Linked DNA regions of Arachis hypogaea: regions 1 and 3 are each linked to region 2. Evidence: chromatin contacts called from public Hi-C data. All regions are on one chromosome and are shown on one strand. The core of a region is the stretch at or near the end of the contact, and the rest is flanking DNA. Distances in the headings are between cores, read along the strand shown. Region 1 holds the start of LOC112715572 (ferredoxin--nitrite reductase, chloroplastic). Region 2 holds the start of LOC112715576 (abscisic acid 8'-hydroxylase 4). Region 3 has its middle 19 kb from the start of LOC114924535.

Region 1 (2,859 bases), core at 223-2,722, 350 kb after region 2:
TCACGTCGGCACAACCATCTTTTCCATACTTCTTTATCACGCTTGCTAAGTACCGCGTCTGCGCGCTTGTTGTTATTCCGTTTGGAAGCTTCAGCCTCATCATGAACCTTCCATCTGAATTTCACCAATCCAACATATAATTTGTGTAATATTAGGTAACAAACTTTATTCGGCTGATATCAGCTAACTTTTTTAAAAGTATTTTGTTTATATCAAATTTTAGATTTTAAATAATCAATCTTAAATTATAAATCTAAACACTAAAATTGACTAATCTAGTAATCTTAACTAACTAAAAATTGGTTTCCTATATTTTCTCTTTATACAGAGATATGATCGTGTCACGGGAAAATATGAAAACGTATAATTAAAAAATTTAATCAAATAATATATCAATTTCAATTTTCAATCATCATCTTCAAATAGAAACATCTCACCTTATTTATTATAGTTTGTAACCTAAATGATGATGAGAAGAATTATACTTACTATATTTGTGATTTTACTTACACGTGGTTACTATATACACAAAGATGTGATCATGTGAAAATGTTGGCATGAAGATGTAAAACATGAATAAATTAAATAATATAACAGTTTTAGATTTATCTATCATTTTCATAAGACATATTGTTAGTTCAAAACAAAAGAAAAAGAAGTACGATGATACAAAGATTATACAAACACCACAAATCAACAGTTAAAAACAAAGAACCTAACTAAATGAATGTGCTCTCTTCAAACTAGTCTTTTTCAAGATTATATGATTAGACAACTAAACCAAAACATATTACGAAAGAAGAAAAATCAATTGTTGGAAGAAAAATTAAGAAATAAAGGTTGATGATGGGAAATATACACATATATATAGTTAGACTTACATTGATGCTTTCTCCTATGGAAAAGTCCAAGCCATTTGAGCCTAACATCAATATCATCTTTGGTAAGCTTAGATCTCTCAATCTCCTCAAGAGACATCTTAGAAAGTTGTTCAATACCATTCTCCATGAAAAGCTTCATTGGGTCCGATTCAAGCTTCACCTTCTCCTGAGGGTTGATGCCTCCCCTGTACTCTTCTTTCAGAACCCAGTAACCGTCTCTTTGCTCCACTCTAGGCTCCAACCTGGAGGCGTCCACCTCCGAAGGAGGAGGAGGAGGAGACGTGGCCGGAGCCGCCGTGGGAGTGGTGGCTGAGAGGCATGTTGGTGTCTTCGGGCGGCAAGAGAGGGAGGAGGGGGAGCATGGTGGTGGGGTGAGAAAGCGAACAGAGAAGGAAGACATGATGGTGTTTGTGTATGTTATGGTTATGGCGGTGAGTGAGAAGGAGAATGAAAAGTGTGAACATCTTTGTAGGGATAAGAGGTTGGGAGTGAAAGGGGACCTTAGGAGATGGCAAGAGCTTCTTTCTTCATATCCATGTCCTTTCGCTCCTACTAAAGGTTATCTTGTTTTCTTCTCACCATAAACATCTTAAAATTTTAAATTTAAATTTTAAATAAATATACTCTTATTATTTTAAATAAACCATATTTTTCTTAATTTAAAAATAATATGAATGCATGTATTTCTTAATTTAAAATTAATAATTTTAAATTGTTAATTTTTTTAATCAAATAAATATAATTAATTATATTAATACAATAATATAAGTATATTTATTTTTATTAAATTAAATTATATTGTTAATTTAAATTATATCTATTTAAAATTTAAATTTAACAATTTTATATTTTTAAATTATTTGAAGAAAATTAAATTAATTATAAATATAAAAAATATTAATACGAACATAAATAAATTTGTCAAATTCAATAGCTAATTCTATGTAAATAGACAAATTTACTAATACAATAGGCGAATTTATTTTGCATTATTGAAATTCACTTATTTGTTAAGTAAATTTTTGGATCTCAAAAAATTAATGTGCTTTTAATTTGTTTTGAAAATTAAATTTATTTTATATTTTATAAAAGAAAAAAATTCTGCTTAAAATATTAATTATAGTTAATTAATTAACGTGATAATGCCAGCCAGTGTATACTATACTCCATGCGGCGGCATGTATCCATTTCACATGAATACGACCTCGGGAAAGGAAAAGAACAGCAAGAAAGAGGGATTTTTTAATCAAATAAATAATTTAAGGAAAAATATACAAAATCAAAAATTTATTTGCAAAAAATTAAATAAAATTACATTAATTTATATTAATAATTAATTAATTTTAAATTTTTTAAATTTAAAATTTAAAACATTTAAAATTGATTAAATAAACCTAATTAAAATCTATAAAAATCTTCTTCTTCTCTTTAACATTAACTTACGCACCTTTAACAATCACCTCCCCACCACGATTCACTTCTCTTCTATCACTGACATCTGACTTGTCGGATTCCAATTATAAACCTGAGTTATCTTGGTAACAGAAAACATGCTTCTGATGACCTTGGACCCATATCTTTACATTGCATTCATCGTTTTCTTGCATTTCATGTGAAGAATTACAGATACTCCGTTTCATGTTGCACAATTTCGAGTGAGAAAATCATCACGGTTTTGGGAGTCCACCTTACTTCTGCATCACCTCTATTATGGTGTTGTATTATGTTATCAAGAGATATCCCAACATAAAACATAGACATCACTTTCTGGCGTAACTCATCGAAAATGCGTGGAGCATACATAGCTCTTTGTTCCTATTGCATCCCTATCTCGTTTTGTGATATTAGGTGCCGTTTCAATGATTAAAGAGACTGTAAATTACACACTTGATCTTAGTTAAAAGGAGTCCTTGAACAATTACAGAAATATAAAAAAATATTCATTTAATATAAAAAAATTCTAATACTTAACAAAAGA
Region 2 (2,858 bases), core at 277-2,776:
TAAAAGAAAATAATGTAGAAAAAATGTACCAAGAGTGCTTTGGAGTATGAAGTTCCACGAATCATTGTTGGGAAAGAATTGTAGCCTTTCTCAACTATGCTGTAGTTCTCTTTAAGCTGATCTCTATAATTTCCTTCCAAGTTACCAAACACTGAGAGGATTCCAACGTTGAAAGAGAACTGTCAACAAGTGAGTTAGAAAAATCAATAATATAGATCATGACCTCACAATAATAATGGAGGACCCATATATTTATGAGGAACGAATCAACAAATAATAACAAAATCCAAATCCAAATCTAACGCAATGCAATAAAATTAAATCACCAAAAGAGACAATATTAATGGATACCTTAATTTTATTTTTATTATTATCGCATATCAAAATTATACTCTTATTAAGAGAAGAGGTATATTTTTAGAAAGTAAAATAATGAAAGCGAACCTTTTTCATTTCTTGGAAGGCGTTGACGACGTCTCCGGCGGAGACCCAGGATTCCAAGGAGGAAACAACCTCGGTCTCGATGTCCGGGATGAGTCGGCGGATGGTGTCCGGGGAGAGGGAGTTCTGGACAAGCTTCCTTATAAGGGTATGGTAGTGACCTTGGTGGAAGAACAATGCAGAAGGACCTATGAGCTTCTCTTTGCTCTTTGGGTATGTTGGCTTGAACAAGTGCGCGTGTGTCACTAACACAAACCGCGCACCCTCGGGACTCGCCAGCATCACGCATGGACAACCTAGTATGTGTGTCTTAAAAATCTCCCCATATCTGCACACCATACGAACAGTAAATAGGTTAGTAATAATATCAATAAACTTATTTATTTATGTCTAACAGAACCTATTCTTTGATAGTTTTTAAGAACCTTTTCTGTTTGGACGCAAAGAAGATGTTAGGGTCCTGTGAATAAAGCTGAAGAGTCTCTCCAACGTAAGGCCAACCCATTGAGCCAGGTGGAAGCTTAGGTTTACTAGCTACGTTTTCGACTTTGTCTCGTTTCTTTGTTAGAAGATTTGAGAAGAGGAATAAGAACAAGAGGAGGAAGCACATCCATGATAGTAATAATAATAAGGTAGAAATAGAAGCACTAATCTCCATACAATATTATTATAGCGCCTTAGCTAGCTTTTTCTTCTTTAATTGATGATGATAACAAAGGATTATTCAAGTTCCCGCAGTAGTTTGCGGGTGAAGAGAACGAGGAAATTATTAAATGGAAGAATAGGTAGCTTGCTGTGTGTTGTGTTCTCTTTGTTCAAAGTTAATGAAGGATACGTTGGAGTTAGATGGTATATATAGAGGCAACAAGTACGCACGGTTGGGAGGCATGGGTCTTTATCTACATACTAATCAAATTTCAAATTAATAATGATTATCTTTTTTAGTTAGATTTTAGTTCAAATGAGATTTCAAGGTACATATTATTGTGAGTAAAATACTGTGTATCTAATTCATCTTCATAGTTATCATTCCAATATATATTAATTTTGGAAACATAAAAAAAAAGTTATTAAGAGAATAATTAGAGAATGAATTAAAATTCTTTATTATTATTATTATTATTTTCAATAAATACACTGAAGGTTTAAATTTTATTTTTTAAAGAAAAAATTTTAATAGATAAGTCTATTTAATATGAACGCTAGAAGCAAATTTTAGTTTAACAATCTGAGTTATTATAAAAATTGTTCACGTTTTACCCAAAATGTTTGAGCGCTACTATATATAGTATATATACACTACTACTGTATGGATAACTGCGGCCAAATAGTCAAATGGATCGGACAAATAAAGCATTTCTGATGTATCTCAATTCTCATGGATAAATGTTACAAAAAGAATGATGAGGTGTGACGTGAAGAAGGAGCCTTTATATAATCTGTGGTCAAGGTTTCGATTTTAAGTATCTAAGATGGGAATGGTTTGTAATTGTTTTTGAGCTTTTTTTATTTTGAGTTTTTTTTTTTTGGAATAAGAAGATGTATTATTGTTATTATTATTGCGGTTGTTGTTTGAGAAAATAAGAATAATAATTTGATGATGAATAATATTATAGTTTTGGGTTAAAAGCCTACAAGTATTGTTTATGTATGTGTTTATTATGTAAAAAATTAATATGTTCAATAACAAGTTCAAATGTTCATAGACTACATTCATTCTCATTGTTGACCCATGTCAAATGTATCCAACACTCCAATCAAATACTTTTTTTTTTCTTCTGATTATAATCTATGTGACTAATCCTAAATTAAAGAAAAAAAGAATTTTCACAAGTAAAAAAAAAAATGTTTAGAATAAAGTTCAAAAATTAAAAAAAAAAAGTGAATTGCCAAGTATTGACCTTGAAAAGAAAAGAGAAAAAAAATCAAAAGTTGAAACTAAAAAAAAATTAAATCAAAAGTTAAATTAGAAGAAAAATCAGCATAACAATTTTATTTTTGTGTTATCATTCTAACTTGGTGAAGTTGTCTTTCTTCTATATGCACCATTTGAGTAAGAAGAAGAATATGAAAGTGATATATTTTGATCGTAAATCAAAGGTTACAATTAAAATTTAGGGATAAAGAATGGAGATGTTTCAAATCTTTTAAGTCAAAGAAAAAAAAGAGAAAAAAAAGAAGCTAGATAAGAATTTAAGCCAACTCTAATCACTACTGTTGTTTTATTTTTTTTTTCTGTGTTTTTGCTCTAACATATAGGAAAGAAGAACAATGCCAAAGATATTTAATTAAGCTCAAATTTTGGAAGCTTTACTCTTATTTAAAAGGATAAAAGACCAGAAATTGAAGTAAGGAGAGTGAACATACTGTTTGGTCTTCGTAGGTTTCGAGTCTAACCTTTTTCTCCTTTATAATTT
Region 3 (2,700 bases), core at 76-2,575, 330 kb after region 2:
TCACCGTTTCTGCTCCTCCTCCTCACTCGTTCGCCGGTCGTCGCTGCTCCTTGCTGGTCGCCGCTGCTTCTCGTCACTCGCCGTAGTGTTTCGCGTCCTTGCCGTTGTGCTTCGCGTCCTTGTCGCTGGTCCTCCCTAGGGTTCTAATTCTGCTTCTGATTGAATTTGATGATTTTATTAATTATATTGTTGATTCTTCTGTTTCTTCTGTTAATTATATTGTTGAATTTTTTTATTTGTGAATTTGTTGATTTTGTTAATTACATTATTTTTTATTATGATTCTATTATTGTTGTTAATTCTAATTGTATTCTATTTCCATCGTTCTTCTGCTTCTGTTTCTTCTTCTGATTCTGATTCCATTATTTATTGTTGTTGTTGATGCTTCTAGTTGTTTCTGCTTCTTCTTTTTTTTCTTTGGAGTTGAGACAGTGATGGAGATTATATTATTTCTTTGTTGCTCCTATTTTCATTATCCATTATTTTTTTATTGCTCCTGTTCTTCTGGTTGCTTCTGCTTTTGTTTCTTTTATTTTTTTCTAGTTGCTTCATTTTTGGTTTTTCTTTTATGTTTATAATATTATTTTATTGTTGTTGTTGTTTATGCTTTGATGAAAAAAAAAAAAGAAGAGATGATGTTGTGATAGAGAAAAAGATAAAAAAAATAGAAAATGAGGATTTTGGTGAAGAGAAGGAAGGGGTATTTTGGTTTAAACTAAGATTTTAAAACCAAGTTAAATCTTAGAGATGAATTTGAATGCAGAAAAAGATTGGGACGAAAGGAATTTTTAACCCCCTACCTTAAAGGCCAAAATCGTACTTAATAATAATAATAATAATAATAATAATAATAATAATAATAATAAATGAAACATTTTCATCTACTATCTTCTTATAATTTTGCCGCATTTTCATGGATTTGTTGGTGATAACTGTGGCAGATCCAGTTTGGATTTAATTCACGCCACCCCATTTAATTCCGTTAATATTATCACATGCCTATGGCCTAGACTGCCACGTTTGCACCTTAAATTCAATAAAAAAGAAAAAACCGTCGTCAGAGAACACTGAATGTTCTTGCTCTTCTCAACACCACCCACCATCTAATTAATAATTGTAATCGAACATTTGCTTAGCTACAATTCGCACATAGCGAGCTTTGTGTCTTGTCATCATGTTTATGTTCCTATTAACTCAGAACGTAACAGTTTCTCCAAATACTTCAATTTGACTAAAAATATGCCTCATCATCCTATGCGAGGAGCAATAACATGTAGTAATAAGTGCTTATCCACAATTGGAGCTGTCGCTAAACACGCGTACAAAAGTATAACACTTTATTTGAAACACGGTGTATGTGATGCTACTATATGGTACTTAATTTTTCATACAAGTGCGGCTACAAAAAGCAATGAACTTATACTCCAAGAATGTGGATTTATCACGGCTCTGTAGCTTTGCATTGATGTAGTGAGGATAAAATTTTGATGAGTGGCATTACACATATCGCATATGGTTCCTTTGTAACTGGCTCAGGAAATTTAACAACCAACTTTAATATAATGTCTTACCTTACTAAACATCTAAAATATAAATGTAATAAGATATAAATTGTAAAATTATTCTATTTAATAAATTTTTAGAATTAGATTACTCATTTAAGATTTAAGGTTTAGAGTATTTTATTTTATTTTTTTGTTTTATAACTTTAATAACAAGTTAATTTTAATTTAAAAGAGCGTCGAACACAACATTCTTTTTAGAATGTATTAGTATTTGCGAACTGATAAGTGTGTGATATTTAAATAATAAAGTCAAATTGTTAATCCCATTTGATTTGATTATAAAATGGTGGTGTATGCTAGCTAGATTATTATGCGGCTCCATTCTTTGTTTTTCATAATTTCATAGAATATAATGAGGTTATTATAATAAAACTTCGCTTTCATCATTGATATCACAATGCTTGATCTCAATCTAAATCCAAATAAAGTGGCTTCTCCATTGAGTCTTCGAAAGCAAGGTCACTTTCTTACCTCAAGAATATAGTGGGATAGGTGTTATTGTTAAGCAGCATTACTGAGTCTGGGTTGAGATGTACATTTGTCATTTTTATTTTCCAAACATTTAAAGGTGCTGCCAATTAAATAAATAAATAAATATATTATTCTTTTCTAGTGGTAGTCAAAATATTAAAATATGGTAACTTCTTTTGATAAAGTGATTATTATTACTTTAATAATTACAATTATTCTACATGAACGGTTAGACACAAAAATTTAATCACCATTCGATCATCTTTGTATAAAAAAAAATATATTTAATATTTATAAAAAAAATTAATTATATAAATATAAAATATTTGATTATTTTGTTATAATAGATTTTATTATTTTATTTTAAATTTTTTTATTATTCTAATAATCAATTATGTTATTAAACAATAAATATAATTAAATAAATATCTAAAATATTTTTGTAAAAATTGTAATCATTTTCAAATAATTTGTTACAATTGTAACTAATTAAAAATATATTATATTTAACACATTGTTAAATTATAAGAACAACCTATGATTAGATAAAATCTAGTAACATACTAGTGTAGCAAAGATAATGGAATAAAATGTGGACAACAATAATGGTAGAATCGCAAGTATTTACATCCATCTCTATTTATTTGGGAGGAATAATTATCTA

What was found. Hi-C and Micro-C count contacts between places; a contact is called where the count stands out from the background.
Region 1: a Hi-C map of leaf shows a contact between it and region 2, with 5 times the contacts expected there. The contact joins the promoter of LOC112715572 here to the promoter of LOC112715576 in region 2. A contact is called at or near these places in 2 of 8 Hi-C or Micro-C datasets (both in leaf).
Region 3: a contact with region 2 is called in a Hi-C map of leaf, with 3 times the contacts expected there. The contact joins the enhancer-like site here to the promoter of LOC112715576 in region 2. A contact is called at or near these places in 2 of 8 Hi-C or Micro-C datasets (both in leaf).

What each region holds. Positions count from the first base shown.
Region 1 is chr10:39,489,730-39,492,588 of arahy.Tifrunner.gnm2.J5K5, reverse strand. LOC112715572 (ferredoxin--nitrite reductase, chloroplastic) reads right to left here and starts at 1,472. Exons shown (of 4, transcript XM_025767343.2): 1 at 882-1,472; 2 at 1-114. The coding sequence starts at 1,281.
Region 2 is chr10:39,838,154-39,841,011 of arahy.Tifrunner.gnm2.J5K5, reverse strand. It overlaps LOC112715576 (abscisic acid 8'-hydroxylase 4), which reads right to left and starts at 1,526. Exons shown (of 9, transcript XM_025767355.2): 1 at 867-1,526; 2 at 445-769; 3 at 30-179. The coding sequence starts at 1,099.
Region 3 is chr10:39,509,471-39,512,170 of arahy.Tifrunner.gnm2.J5K5, reverse strand. No RefSeq gene overlaps it. Among protein-coding and RNA genes, the nearest start is that of LOC114924535, 19 kb to the left of the region's middle. Within about 2 kb of position 1,325, at least 1 of the 3 cell types and tissues checked has open chromatin away from gene starts, as enhancers often do.